Linked DNA regions of Xenopus laevis: region 2 is linked to region 1. Evidence: chromatin contacts called from public Hi-C data. All regions are on one chromosome and are shown on one strand. The core of a region is the stretch at or near the end of the contact, and the rest is flanking DNA. Distances in the headings are between cores, read along the strand shown. Region 1 has its middle 23 kb from the start of matn1.L. Region 2 holds the start of LOC108708221 (receptor-type tyrosine-protein phosphatase U-like).

Region 1 (6,628 bases), core at 1,074-3,573:
ATTATATTCCTGCCCATAATGTCCTAATGTATGAAACACAAAAGATAAACGTTTTTAAAGATTATTTCTATAATTCATTTGGATCTAAAATTTTGTAAACAGAACACCAGTTACAGGAATACATTGATGCTATTTTCCTCAACTGAGCATGGCAGATAAAGAGTTGCAGGCACTGATAACAAAAAAAAAGCAAAGACCTGTCTTTATTTTAATTATTTTATCCAATATGACTGTTAAATAGTAATATCACAAGACACTATGATTAATGTTATCATGAAGCTGGTGGCTGTAAACCAGATTGTTTACTTTATTAGTTGGTTATTTGCCAACATGCAAACATATACTTTACCAGGCAAGTTATTTGCTGCTCATTCTAATGCAATACAGTCAAGGGCTTAGACTGTGTGTAGTGGGTATGTTGAGAAGTCCCAAAGATATTTTGATCTGTGCTAGGTTTCATACAATTTTCTGAAGCTTTTGTGGTTTTCAGCAGAAATCGGAAAAAATCTGAGTTTTCGGGTGGAAAATTCCAAAAATTTGTATGATTCGTTTTTTTTCAATAATTTTTCATTTTTTTTCCTACAAACAAAAGTTTTGACAAAAACTGCACGGATATGGTCAGAGTATTTTTCAGAAAATATTGAGATAAATTTGGACTTTGATAAATGGGCCTCAAATTGCAATTTTATCCACAAACCTCAAAAGATTTGCGGTTTTCCTATATTTTTTTAAAATCTCGAAACATTTAAAATTTATTAAGTGAAAAAATCACGAAAACCTTTAATACCAAAATTTGCCCAGTTAAAATTGTCAAGGTGCTATAGAAGTCAGTGGAAGTGGATCTTATTGGACACCTTTTAATCAAATTGGACTTTTAGTGGTTTTCAGATTTTTTTCCACTAGGAATTGTTTAAAAAAACCGCAAATTTTTAGAGGTGTTATTTTTTTAGTGCATCATTCAGTGTTTTTTTCATTCTCACTTTTTATTTTTAGATTTTTTCTAATAAATTCAATGACATTCACGTTTTTAGAGTTTGTGAGTTTAGTTGTGATTTCCAAAACATCTAAAAACACAAAAATATGACCTTTAATAAATAAGCCTGCACATCATCTGAGGTGAGAAATGGACCAAATTTGCACATATGGTTAGGCAGCTTCCTACATTATAGGGAGGACTCTCTGAATCAGAGGTGTGCTACATTGCAGTTTAGCTGTAGCATCTAATTATATTGTAGCAGGAGGTTTTCTGACTCATGCTATCATATACTCTATACATGTAGCAGATCATTATACAGAGATATAGCCATCATTTCTAAAAAAAACATAGTGAATCTTAATTATGTTTCTAGGTTTAGCTTACTTTTAATTGTGTTTTATGTAATACATTAACATTAACATAATATTTGTGGACACTTTAATAGAAATGTTATGATAAAATTTTATTTTGAAAGTAACAGAATACACAAATAGAACATTTTATAAATTACTAGCATTCACTTGTCACAATATTTTATAGCAAAGCTATAGCGCCATTATGTACTCTCTCATGCATTTTTGCATCAAATGCAATTTATTGTATTCACTACTGCTCTGCAGAACTGTGACAACTTATAGAAGCATATTTAAAATACCACCCACTGTGAATTTGTCCTGTTGTTTTACCAGTATGGCATTATTAATATATGAGGTTTAGTGCAAGGCACAGTACAAGGAGCTAGTAGAAAACATGTAGAAAATCCAATTAAACATGAAAAAATATCCGAAGTAATATTATTATTTATCAAAAGCTTAAGCACCATTATGTCACGTTTTTGTCATAGTTTTTTGTCTATTTTAAGGGGTGGTTCACCTTTAAGTTAACTTTTAGTATGTTATAGAATGGCTAATTCTAAGCAACTTTTCAGTTGGTCTTCTCTATTTATTTTTTATAGTTTTTTTAAAAAAAATTATTTGCCTTCTGACTACAAACGTATTGTCATCTTTCTTGTTGGACAATGGTGCCCAATGGTATCTGCATGTTTTCCTACCCTTTGCTGATTCTAATTTGCCCAATGGTACCTGCATGCTTTCTCTCCCTTTGCTGGGATGTATGTATTTACTGTTATACACTAGTGAAAAGGATTTTTTTTAAAGGTTTTTATTTCTAATTTTAAACACACAACAACAAACAATATAGGCAGATAGGTTACATACCCCTAATTTGGGCCAGTAATTAAAGTCTGGGGATGCAGCAGGTGATGAAGGTTTGAATTTCTCCACAGTGGAGTGTGGGGAGAGGGCAAGGGGGCAGCTTTAGTTAATGCCTTGGTGGCGAGTATCCATGCCCTTTGTGGGCAGTTCAATGTGGGGAGCTGTTCGGGGGTATCTTCGGGTGTCCTGTGTGTGCATTTCTTATTGCCTCTAACGAGCCAGCCAAAGTTGCATGTAATGCTGTAAGGGAGTTTTCGGAATCCGGGTTAAACCAATTGTGTATAAAAGCTGACTGGCTAGCATTAAAGTAAATTTGTAAGTGGGGAAGGACAAGTCTTCCCTTGTTTATTGGGGCCATGATGTTTATTTGCCCACATGAAGGGAGAAGGATGGATGTTGGATCCATGTTGGAGATCCATGTTTTGTAAAAGGTACAGCAATTTAGGAAGGTATATCATTTTAAACAAGTTTACTCTGCCCCATACTGTTAGTGGTCAATTAACCCAGTGACTGGCAGCTACTTTTAAATTACTGGATCAATTTCACCTGGTATATAGTTTTGCATGTCTTTGTAGATGAGCACACCAAGATACTAGAATTAAGGCAGCCACCATAGTCCCTGAATTGCCTCTTCCCCTGGTACAGCGTCTAATGAAAGGAAGAACTGATTTTTCTTTATTAATAACCAGGCCGCTGTAGCTACCAAACTTGTCAGCCAGTTGGAGTGCCATTTTAAGAGAGTCTTGCGGATCTGCCAGAAATAATAAGAGGTCGTCTGCATAAAGTGCAATTTTTTCTTCAAACCTCCCACATTTGAGGACTATGACATCAGGGGTCTGCCGGATCATGAAAGCAAAAGGCTCTATCACCAGGGTGAAGAGACGAGGGGAGAGTTGGCAACCCTGTCTAGTGCTCCGAGAGAGGGAAAAGATTCTGGTAAGGGTGTTATTTATCCATACTTGTATGACTGGGGTTAGATAGACAGAGGTGAAGTCACCACAAAAGTTGTCAACTTTGAAGAGGTTAATTTACTTTCATTTAATATTTTACTAAGGTTGTATTAGACTCTAATAATTAGAGGGATGTACTTCCCAGTCTAGTGATGCATTCTCTGTAAGCTAAAGCTTTTTTTCTTTCATCCTAGTCTAGGATCAAGACTGGGTCAGAGAGGACCTTAATTTCCTCAACAGATACTTCTGGACATAGAAATGTTGCCACTTATCATAGGGCATATTTTCATTCAAAGTCTTCAGAGAAAGACTGGTAAGCTTTGCGTAACTATTTACAATTTTATAAACCTTGTGTTTTAGTATCATTTCAAGGGGAAGATCTCCTAACTGGCTAAGGTGATGAAAGTTGTCCAGGTACATCTAAATTTAATCGGTTACAAAGAGTTTCCAGTATAAATCAGATCTCTTTCTTTACTTTTAGATTGCGATGGAATACTGTGGTGGCAGCTCCATCAGTGACTTAGTCACCAGCATGAAAGGCAGTCCCCTTAGTGAGAACTGAATTGCCTATTTCTGCAGGGAGACTTTAAATGTTCTTCTTGCACCTCTTTAACACACCTTTGTATTATTAACTCTATGTGTCAAAAAGTTTATTCCATCTTTAAAAATAAAATTACTTTCTGGCAGCAAGTGTTTGGTCTTAGGTCATTAATTTCTACAGGGACTAAAATACCTACACAAGCACCGTGTCGCCCATAGGGATATCAAATGTGTCAACAAAAGAGGTGAAAGTCAAAATAAGTAAGTGAAGGTTTTTTTTTAAAATAATGATTATGTTAACAGAAGGAGCGAAAGTCAAAATAATTAAGTGAAGATTTTTTTTTAATAATGACGAATAGTTGGCCACAAACTATGACACGTATGCTACATGTGTATTTTTACTAATGAATTGGTATGCACATGCATACCAATTCATTAGTGGGTATTTTAGTCTCTGTAGAAATTAATAAACAGATTACCTATGACCAAACACCCACAAAGGCTATAACTTGCAGTTTATGCATCAACAAACAAGGAGTTTGATAATAAGATTATTGGTCATAGAACTGCTGTCTCCTAGAGATGATAATGACTACTTTTATAGCTACTTTTTAGAAAAATAGATTAGTTTGAGTCAGAATTGTTACCACGGTCATGTTTTTTGCAATCTATAATCCTGCCATTAATTCCCTAATATGGAAGGAAAGGTTTTTATAATTGTTTTAGGATGAATACATGCAAAACAGAGTAACCTAGAAATCAATTCAGGCGCCCACATAAAAAGAACCTAACACCATGCCTGAAAATTCTTCCTCTAAAGAACACATATGGCACAGTACACACACAATGCACAGTGGCAGAATGGTTGACATTCCCACTCTGTGGGCAACTTTATCAGAGCAGGCTGCATGGCACATTGGCACAAGTTGTAAAAAGCCACTCCTTGGTACAGATGTATAGGAAAACTGAGGGGTACAAGGCCAGAATTTATAAGATTCAGAAGTTTATTAATAAATATTGAAAACTGCACTTGGGCATTATTTCAAAATGGTACAGTAGTGATGGGCAGGTTGACAGAAAGTAGTCCCATGCCCAACCCTACAATCAGATTTCTCTGGTGTCACTGGAAGGAGAGTGACATGTGTGACCCAAAACGGACCGAAAGGTGTCTAGATTAGGGATGCACCGAAATCCACTATTTTTGATTTGGCCGAACCCCCGAATCCTTCATGAAAAATTCAGGTGAATACCGAACCGAAACTAAATCCTAATTTGCATATGCGGTCGGAAGGGGAAAACATTTTTTACTTACTTGTTTTGTGGCAAAAAGTCACGCGACTCCCCTCCCTGCCCCTAATTTGCATATGCAGATTAGTATTTGGTTCGGCCGGGCAGAAGGATTCAGGGGGACAGGGGCAACGAACGGCAGTGGGCCTAGGGGCACCCACTATGTAAATCTGGCCCTGTTCCTTAGTGTGATAGCTGGCAAGTAACAATCAGAGTAGTAACAATTTCTGTTCTACTTGGTAGCCTCTGGTTGCTTTGCTAACTATCCTTAGATTAACTCTTACTTCTAGAGTGAGCAACTACAGAATCTTTCCTGACACTAGCTACTCCTACCGAGGCCTACCATGTCAGGCTCTCCAGTGCCATCCATTCCCTCCAGAAAGTTGGGTCCAATAGTGACTATGGACAACTTACCCCTGGCCAATAAGAAACTACCAAAGAAACATCTAAACTGAACAAAAAATTGCTCTCCCCTCCCCAGTTGTGAAACAGTCCCAGCCCTTGGCTGGATTAACCTTTATGGGGACTACTTACATTAAAGTTGGACAAAATCTTTACCATGGTACTGCTTGGCTTAGACAAGGACAGCATGTAAGAGCATAGAAGCTTAAAGTAGTAGTTTACTTAACCTTACCAAAAAAAGGGGTTTTTGGTGGTCTGTACAATACGATTTAAGTGTTGTATTCGACTTCCATGTAGTTGCTCTTTGCTTGCAACTCCACTGTACCAGTAAATCAAAAAAAAAATTGAAGAGGAACTCCAGCAGGATAACTGCAAAATATTTATTCCAGGTTGTGGAAGATGGATAGAGGAGAGATTGCAAAGAAATATAAGCAATTTTATAATAAGAATGTGGCTAAAACTGTCCCCTCATGTTCAATATCTTTTTTAGTTGCAGCTGCAGACAGACAGAAATACTAATAATTTAAACAAAACACAAAAGAATGAAAACCGTATGAAATGTTGCTTCGAGAAAGTCTCTCTTTAACTTCATTTTAGCAAATACTAGTCCCCATCTTCTCAATATGGAGGGAAACTAAATGGTTTATAATTGTATGTCTCAACTGCATCGTATTTCCTAGCTGCATTCTTGAAATATGGAGAACACTTTTTGAAGTCTGTGAGATCATATAATGAAAGGTGCCATGTGAAAACAAAAGTCCAGTAAATTATGCCACTCAGCACTAGGTGAATTCCATATTTCCCAGTATTTGTGTAATATATGTGCTCCAGCATCCCCTCCCTATTACTTCTAACTGATGTACTTTCCAAAAACTCATTATTGCAATGCATTGAGGCATGGGACACTTTTTCACAGGGAAAAGTCACTAGGACAAAATGCCAGGCAATATGTTTCAGAACTATAGAGCTCTGTGCTTATGGCACAGACCTGCAACAGCCTTACTCTTATACCCCTTAGTTCTCTAGCAGTTGCACCCCGGGGATCAGGAAAGAACCCCTTTTTTGTTCACAATATGAAAATATGTGTATTTTTTTTCACCACAGTCATGTTTTTTCCTAAGAATTACCATACTGTATGTAAAAAGAGTGTGCTGTCAATGTGTAAAGGGAGCCCTGTACTTACACCCTGATCAATGTCAGTTACAGGTAACTTTTGCACCTCTGATGTTTTTGGACTTTTGACCCTAATAAATTGTTAA
Region 2 (6,381 bases), core at 3,392-5,891, 170 kb before region 1:
AGTGATAGCTTAGGTAGTTGAGCAGCTCAAAGCTCCGACAAGGAGAAATTAGAGGGATTAAGATCCCTGGTACTAATAGCCCAGAAGTAGGGACAAAGTGTTGAGACTTGGGATGATAGGAATTGCCCTAGATGCCAACTAAAGAGATCCTGAAAGCTGGCTGTACCTTTCACATTACTGCTACCTCTGCTGACATGAACCCTTGCCTGTAGGGATCCAGCCCAATGCATGGTGCTGTGAGTATTTGCTTCCTTTATACTACTTGTTCTGTGCTCTGAATACTCCTTTGTGGATCTGTGCTATATTGTTAATAAATATACTGGTTAAGCATTAAAGAACTACTGGCACCCATTTATTGTGTGATTCACCTGGTTACAGTTGCACTACACCCTGCCTCCACCCTGCTGTGAGGGCTTACCCCTGAGAGAGAGGGCCTCATTTGTGGTATTACCCCACACTGAAAGTAGCTAACACTGACCAGAGTAAAGTCAGTTTACTATAGCGCTACACTTGCGCTTACACAATGCAATGTTTGGTTCACATAAAGTGACCTTCCTCAATTTCTAACCAGCACCCAGACAATTTATCTGTATAGGCATGTTCTTCACTGTCTTTTATATTATTTCTGTCTATCTGTCTGTCTCTCTTTCTATATATAAAGGAACTTAAGGACCTGCACTAAATTAATAGAGAGCTGCCTGTTTTCAGCATTGCTGTATTCATAAGGGATGAGCTAGGGGAGGCACATATTGCCCCCCCATCTAACCTCCCTTATGGTGTAAAGCTGGCCATAGATATTCAGGTTTTTTCTTATACGACAAATTTTTGGATATTGATAGATTGCTTCAATGCCACAATTCAGATTTAAGCAAGAAAAAGATGTTCTTGCTTAAATCTGCCCATTAAATGACAGACAGCAATCTTACGAAACTTATGTCCCAGAAATAGTAGTGACAGTCACATGGCTATTGGCAGAGAGGCAATACAAGCAAAGATATTATCGTTGCCTGACAGAAATTTTCTAACCTGTCCGATCGACTAAAAGATGAGCCCACAGAAGGTCCAAAAATTGTACACTGCGTCTATGGCCAGCTTAAGTTAGGGAGTTCTGACAGGTGACAGAATCTACAGCGTATGGTTTGAATGCTGGAGTATGACAATTTTGCAGTCTATTGATTAATAAACCCCATAATCTGTGGAAATTAAATTCTGCCAATACAGCCTCTGAAACATTGATTAAATAAGCAGCGCCGCCATCACAAATCATGGGGCCCAGTAAAACAAAATCATCTGGGCTCCCTAGGGGTCCTAATGGTTAATAAACAAACACACAGTGGTGGCCAGGGCCTCTATTTGTTTGAAAACTATATATATATATATATATATATATATATATATATATATATATATATATATATATATATTGAAAAATTATATTCACATAAGGCTGTAAAAGATGCAGAACAGGGCCAAATCAGTGACATTTTTGATATTGCTATGCGTCGCTCATGCTGTCAATGCCAATCTTATCAGGGTTTAATTACAAGCACAATTACCATGTTATTTTCCATACTGCAGCGATTCTTCATTGAATTCCAGCACTCGCCAGGGAGAGTTCTGAAATTGCGGCCGCTACATTAAAATTAGCCAAATTGTGAATTTTTTCAACTGATAAAAAATAAATTAGGTATATCTTTTCATAAGATGATGAGCCATAATTACTATCTAACCATCCAGCAAAGAAAACTAGTTATCTCTCTGCTAATACAGATGTCATTTTTACCCTACCCACACATGCTCCACTGCAACTTTCTTCTCCTCACATGTCATTATCTCCAGTGTTCCCCAGTCACCTCCACCCCCCCATGCCATTCTCTTCCCCAGTCTCCACTCCTTATTTGGATTTTTTACACTGACAACCCTGCAAATTCTTTACTCTACAAAGCTTTCCATTCTGCTTGTTTTCTTCATAAGTCCCGGTTGAGCCGCATGGGGATTGGACACACTCAAAGCTGAAGTTTGAACTTCCTCCCCAGCCTAGCCAATCCCAATGCAGCTCCACCAGGACTTAACTACTTCTGAAAAAATGAACAATATAGAGATCTGTGCAGAGAAACAAAGATGCAGGGACTACAGATGGGATGGGAGGGTGTCCCATCCCGAGTCTGTAGCTCATGACAGGTGTGTGTGTGTGGGGGGGGGGCAGACCCAGACCCAGGATAAATGAGAACACCTAGCCCCCCCTTTAAGGAACCATAACCCACCTGGTCTGGAAGAACTGTCCCCCCTGTTCCGTCCTGATGGCTGATCTAAAAACAAGCCTTCAAACTGTTCCTAATCTACAACTCCCAGCATCCCCTGTCTTTTGCCTCTACAGATAATACTGAACTACTTCTCGCCTATGCATATAATATGTATTGTGTCTGTGACACTGTTAAAATTATAATATAATTAGAAAGCTCTCTTCCTTGGCAGGAGAAAAAAAACAGAGAAAATGTATTGAGTGAGCATTGACACCAATGCATTTGGCACAAGAAATAAAAATTGACTTAAATGCCATTTTGCTAAATTTCCCACAGTTTTGCAAATTTATCAGAAAAGCGAAATGGGGCAATTAAACTCGTGTCTGTAACCAGCAGAAAACAGTGGTGCTCAGCAGCCTTTGCTCCATCATTTGCTTTCTACAGGAGCTAAGTCAATATGTAAATACCTCCTCTTTCATTTTGTAATGAATGAACTGTCATGAAAACATGTACAGATAAAAGTAAAGCTGCAACCCTTTCAGCGACCAGCTGTTCTCTTTTTTTTTTTTTTAATTTAAACAGGGCAGTTTGGGTAACATACATCATCCTCTACAACAGAACTGTATAAAGGGAGATGCAGGCCATATGCAGTGCTTCAAGTGATTATCATCTCCCTTAGCCAACCAAATGCTCCATCAACATTAATGATGAGATTACCAATTTTGTATTATGTGTTCCACAAATATATGATGTATTGGAAAACAGGTCTACGACAAGTCTCAAAGTGTTTCTATTAGGGTCAGAAAATGAATCCATTAAAATGAATCCATCCTCGTGGATTGTCTAACTGATTAAAATTAAGGGAACACAATCTAAGTGGAAAAAATGTACCTGGACATATAAGAGGTGTTGAGTGTACATGTGTCCTATGTTGAGTGTAATCAATGCTAATGGGCAGGGGTGTAACTATAGAGGAAGCAGACCCTGCAGCTGCCGGGGGCTCAGGAGGTATAGGGGCCCCATGAACCCACATTTATATACAGTTTCAATAAATATTGGTAAAACAAGTCAACCTCTAAACATTTTGGGGGCCTGAAAAATAACACTGCTAATGGGTCAGTGGAATATAGTTCTGTCTCTCACAAAGGCATTATAGTGGCACAGAGGTATCTATATTGGGAATAGCTGCTGAATTCTACCTTTCTGAGCTAGATATTAACATGAGATATTTTTATTAGTAAAATCAAACCCTCAGCATAACTCAGGTCCCAGCAGTGGCGGAACTACCGGGGGAGCAGGGGGTGCGAGCAGGCCAGGGCACGCACCCCCTCAGGGCCCCCCGGCAGCTCACGCGCCACTGACAAATGCGGCCAAATGCGGCCGTACGGAGGGGGCGGGGCCCAGCTGCGCGTCACGCACCAGGGCCCGCCCCCCTCTAGCGATGCTACTGGGTCCCAGGTAGCTGTTAAATGATAGTAGAGGTATGGGATCTATTAAATAAAATGCTCAGGACTTGGCATATATCGGATATTGTCTTTTCATAATTTGGATCTCCATAATTTGTCTACTAAACCCCAAACAGGATTGTTTTAATTCCAATAAGAATCAATTATATTTTAGTTAGGATCAAGTATACGGTACTGTTTTATTATTACAGAGTAAATGGGAATAACTTTTAACAGTTTGAGTTATTTGATTAAAAATAGAGTTTAGGAAGATGGCCTTCCTGTAATTCGGATCTTTCTGGATAATGGGTTTGCAGATAATGGATTCTTCCATACCTGTATATATTTATTTGTAGGATGTAAAAAATGAAGGGTAAATACACTGATCTGCACAACCATAAAGAATGGAAAGAAAAACAAAATCTACTTGTTGATAATCATATCGAATGTATCTTATTGAGTAAATTTGATCCCATCGCAACACAAAAAAAATACAGAACACCCTATTGTTGTATTTAAATCTCAGCTCTAATGACATTTTATAAATGTTCCTTGTGTATATGTTATTTCCTCGTGCTTTTGATACAGTGAGGAGAGAACGTGTAGCTAACACAGCACAGTTGTACAAAGAGAAGGCAGAGAAAGGAGGTGCGGGGAGGGCACAATCTCCAGTGCGCGTGGCGAGGGTAAACCAGCGAGAAACAAAAGAAGGAAAAACAAAAACGCTGTGAAGCTTGTAATTCCCAGCAGATGTCATTGTTGCTCCATGTCCCCATTATTTCCAGTAGGCGTCACTATTGTGCCGGCTTCCCTGCATGACTGGCAGGGGGCGCTGCGTTGCGCGGTCTCTATGTACCATATGACGTCAGTCCTGATACAGTGAGCCAGCCTGATACTCCGCTCCACTCTGCAACTTTCCCGTGCTGAAGCAGGCTGGAATAAGGAGGGAGGGGGCGGGGGGACAGTAGCAGGCTGGAATAGTTAGGGGGTGACGAACAGGTAGAAGCCGAGGGGGGAGAGCTGAGACAGTTTTGGGGGAAAGGGGCAGGATGCACCCCCAGCTGGCGCTGTTGCTCCTGGCTGCCCCCCTGTGTTTCCCCCTGGAGACTGAGACTCCCACAGGTCAGTAACAGTTTGTTATTGTTCCAAGCACTCCCTCCCATAACTTCCCTCCTTCCCCTGTCACTTACTGCCCTTCTTTTTTCTGCCTTTAGCACTTGTTTTGCACTTCCCTGCCCTGGCACCCCCGGCTGTGCCCTCCTCTTTCCCACTCCCTGCTTTCACTTTGTATGTGCCCTAATAGCCAGCCTGGCACCCAGTCTCCCCTCTTAGCACCCTTCTCTACCTTCCCTGCTTCTGGATGATTTCTCCGCTCACTCATTCTCCCATTCTTGCTACTTTGTCCTGTTGTGCTGTAGGGCCGCCCGCACTTATGCGAGAACTACATCTCCCATCATCCTTTGCCTAATAAAGGACTCCGGCTCGTGTAGTTCACTAGTAGCAAAAATGAGTTGCAGGTAGCGAATCGAGCCCAGCCAAGATGCAGTTGCCATTCCAGATTGTTTTTTGTGTCTGTTCTGTAAAAGATCATTTTGCTTTTTTGCCCCAGTCTGTACATGTTACCTCTTAACCCCTTCCTACTTCTTGCATGTCTTCCACTGATAATTATTCACCCCCATACCAGTTACATGTCCCTATATCTATGTTATGATCATTATTAGTATTGTCATTATTAGTCTTCCTTTGTATAAACTGACCTGTGCCCACCCAGATGTATGTTTTTATCTATTCCCCCCTGTCCGTTTGAATATAGGAAAATACTGTACCCCCCTCTTTTCATCATTTGCACTCTGTGCATTACAGTTCAATGCCCACTGTGTTTCATTGGTTTTCATCATCTCCATATTTCTTTTATTTTTGTTAAACTGTTTTGTATTGAGTTATTCAATCAGAAGCCGTAGGCAAGATAGCACTGTATGTGCCTGTTCCCTGTTTCTCGGCATATCCACACTGAATTCAGTTTGGGGGGGGGGGGGTGAGTTATGCTCTAACCCCTGGCTCCCCATTTGGATTGATCTATGTAAGGATTTCATCTCTGTTCATAACCCCCACTGTGCCCACTGTCTATTTGCCCACTGTTTCTTCTGCCCCTTCCTTCTTCCCCCCCTAACACCAGGGTAGCCTTTTCTGCTCATCTGCACCTTTAGTTCCCTAAGCCCTTCCTTCCTTGTTATTTACACATTAACAGTCCCCACTTTGATCCTTACACAGGAGGAGGGTTACCACTCATTGTATATTAGTAACCATTTACAGAGGACCCATAAACTTCCATTTCTGCCGCATTTGCAGCTGTATGTGTGAATAGCTGTAAATATGGCATTAGCAATTAACAAACATTCATTTATTAGCTGCAGCTCGCTTAATTATTTACAAGGCTCGTTTCAAAAACACTTTTTTTGCTGACATAGTGATATATTTATTAAGGCATAATGACCTAAAGGGAACTGTTTTATGGTGAACAAGACTCATTTTATATGGAGTAAAATGAGTTATATGTTGGCCAGGGTGTGTACCTTCAGCTATATTTAATTTGGCAAAATAATCGGCTGTTGCCTTCTGTTCTGCTGTAATATTTTTTCTATTAGGTTACAGTGTAATCCAATTTCAATCTATGTTTTTATTCTTCTGTTTTT

Evidence for each region. Hi-C and Micro-C count contacts between places; a contact is called where the count stands out from the background.
Region 2: a contact with region 1 is called in a Hi-C map of the XTC cell line, with 3 times the contacts expected there. A contact is called at or near these places in 2 of 4 Hi-C or Micro-C datasets (the XL177 cell line and the XTC cell line).

Annotation. Positions count from the first base shown.
Region 1 is chr2L:86,264,971-86,271,598 of Xenopus_laevis_v10.1, reverse strand. No RefSeq gene overlaps it. Among protein-coding and RNA genes, the nearest start is that of matn1.L, 23 kb to the right of the region's middle.
Region 2 is chr2L:86,436,662-86,443,042 of Xenopus_laevis_v10.1, reverse strand. LOC108708221 (receptor-type tyrosine-protein phosphatase U-like) reads left to right here and starts at 4,641. Exons shown (of 32, transcript XM_041582130.1): 1 at 4,641-4,810. The coding sequence starts at 4,738.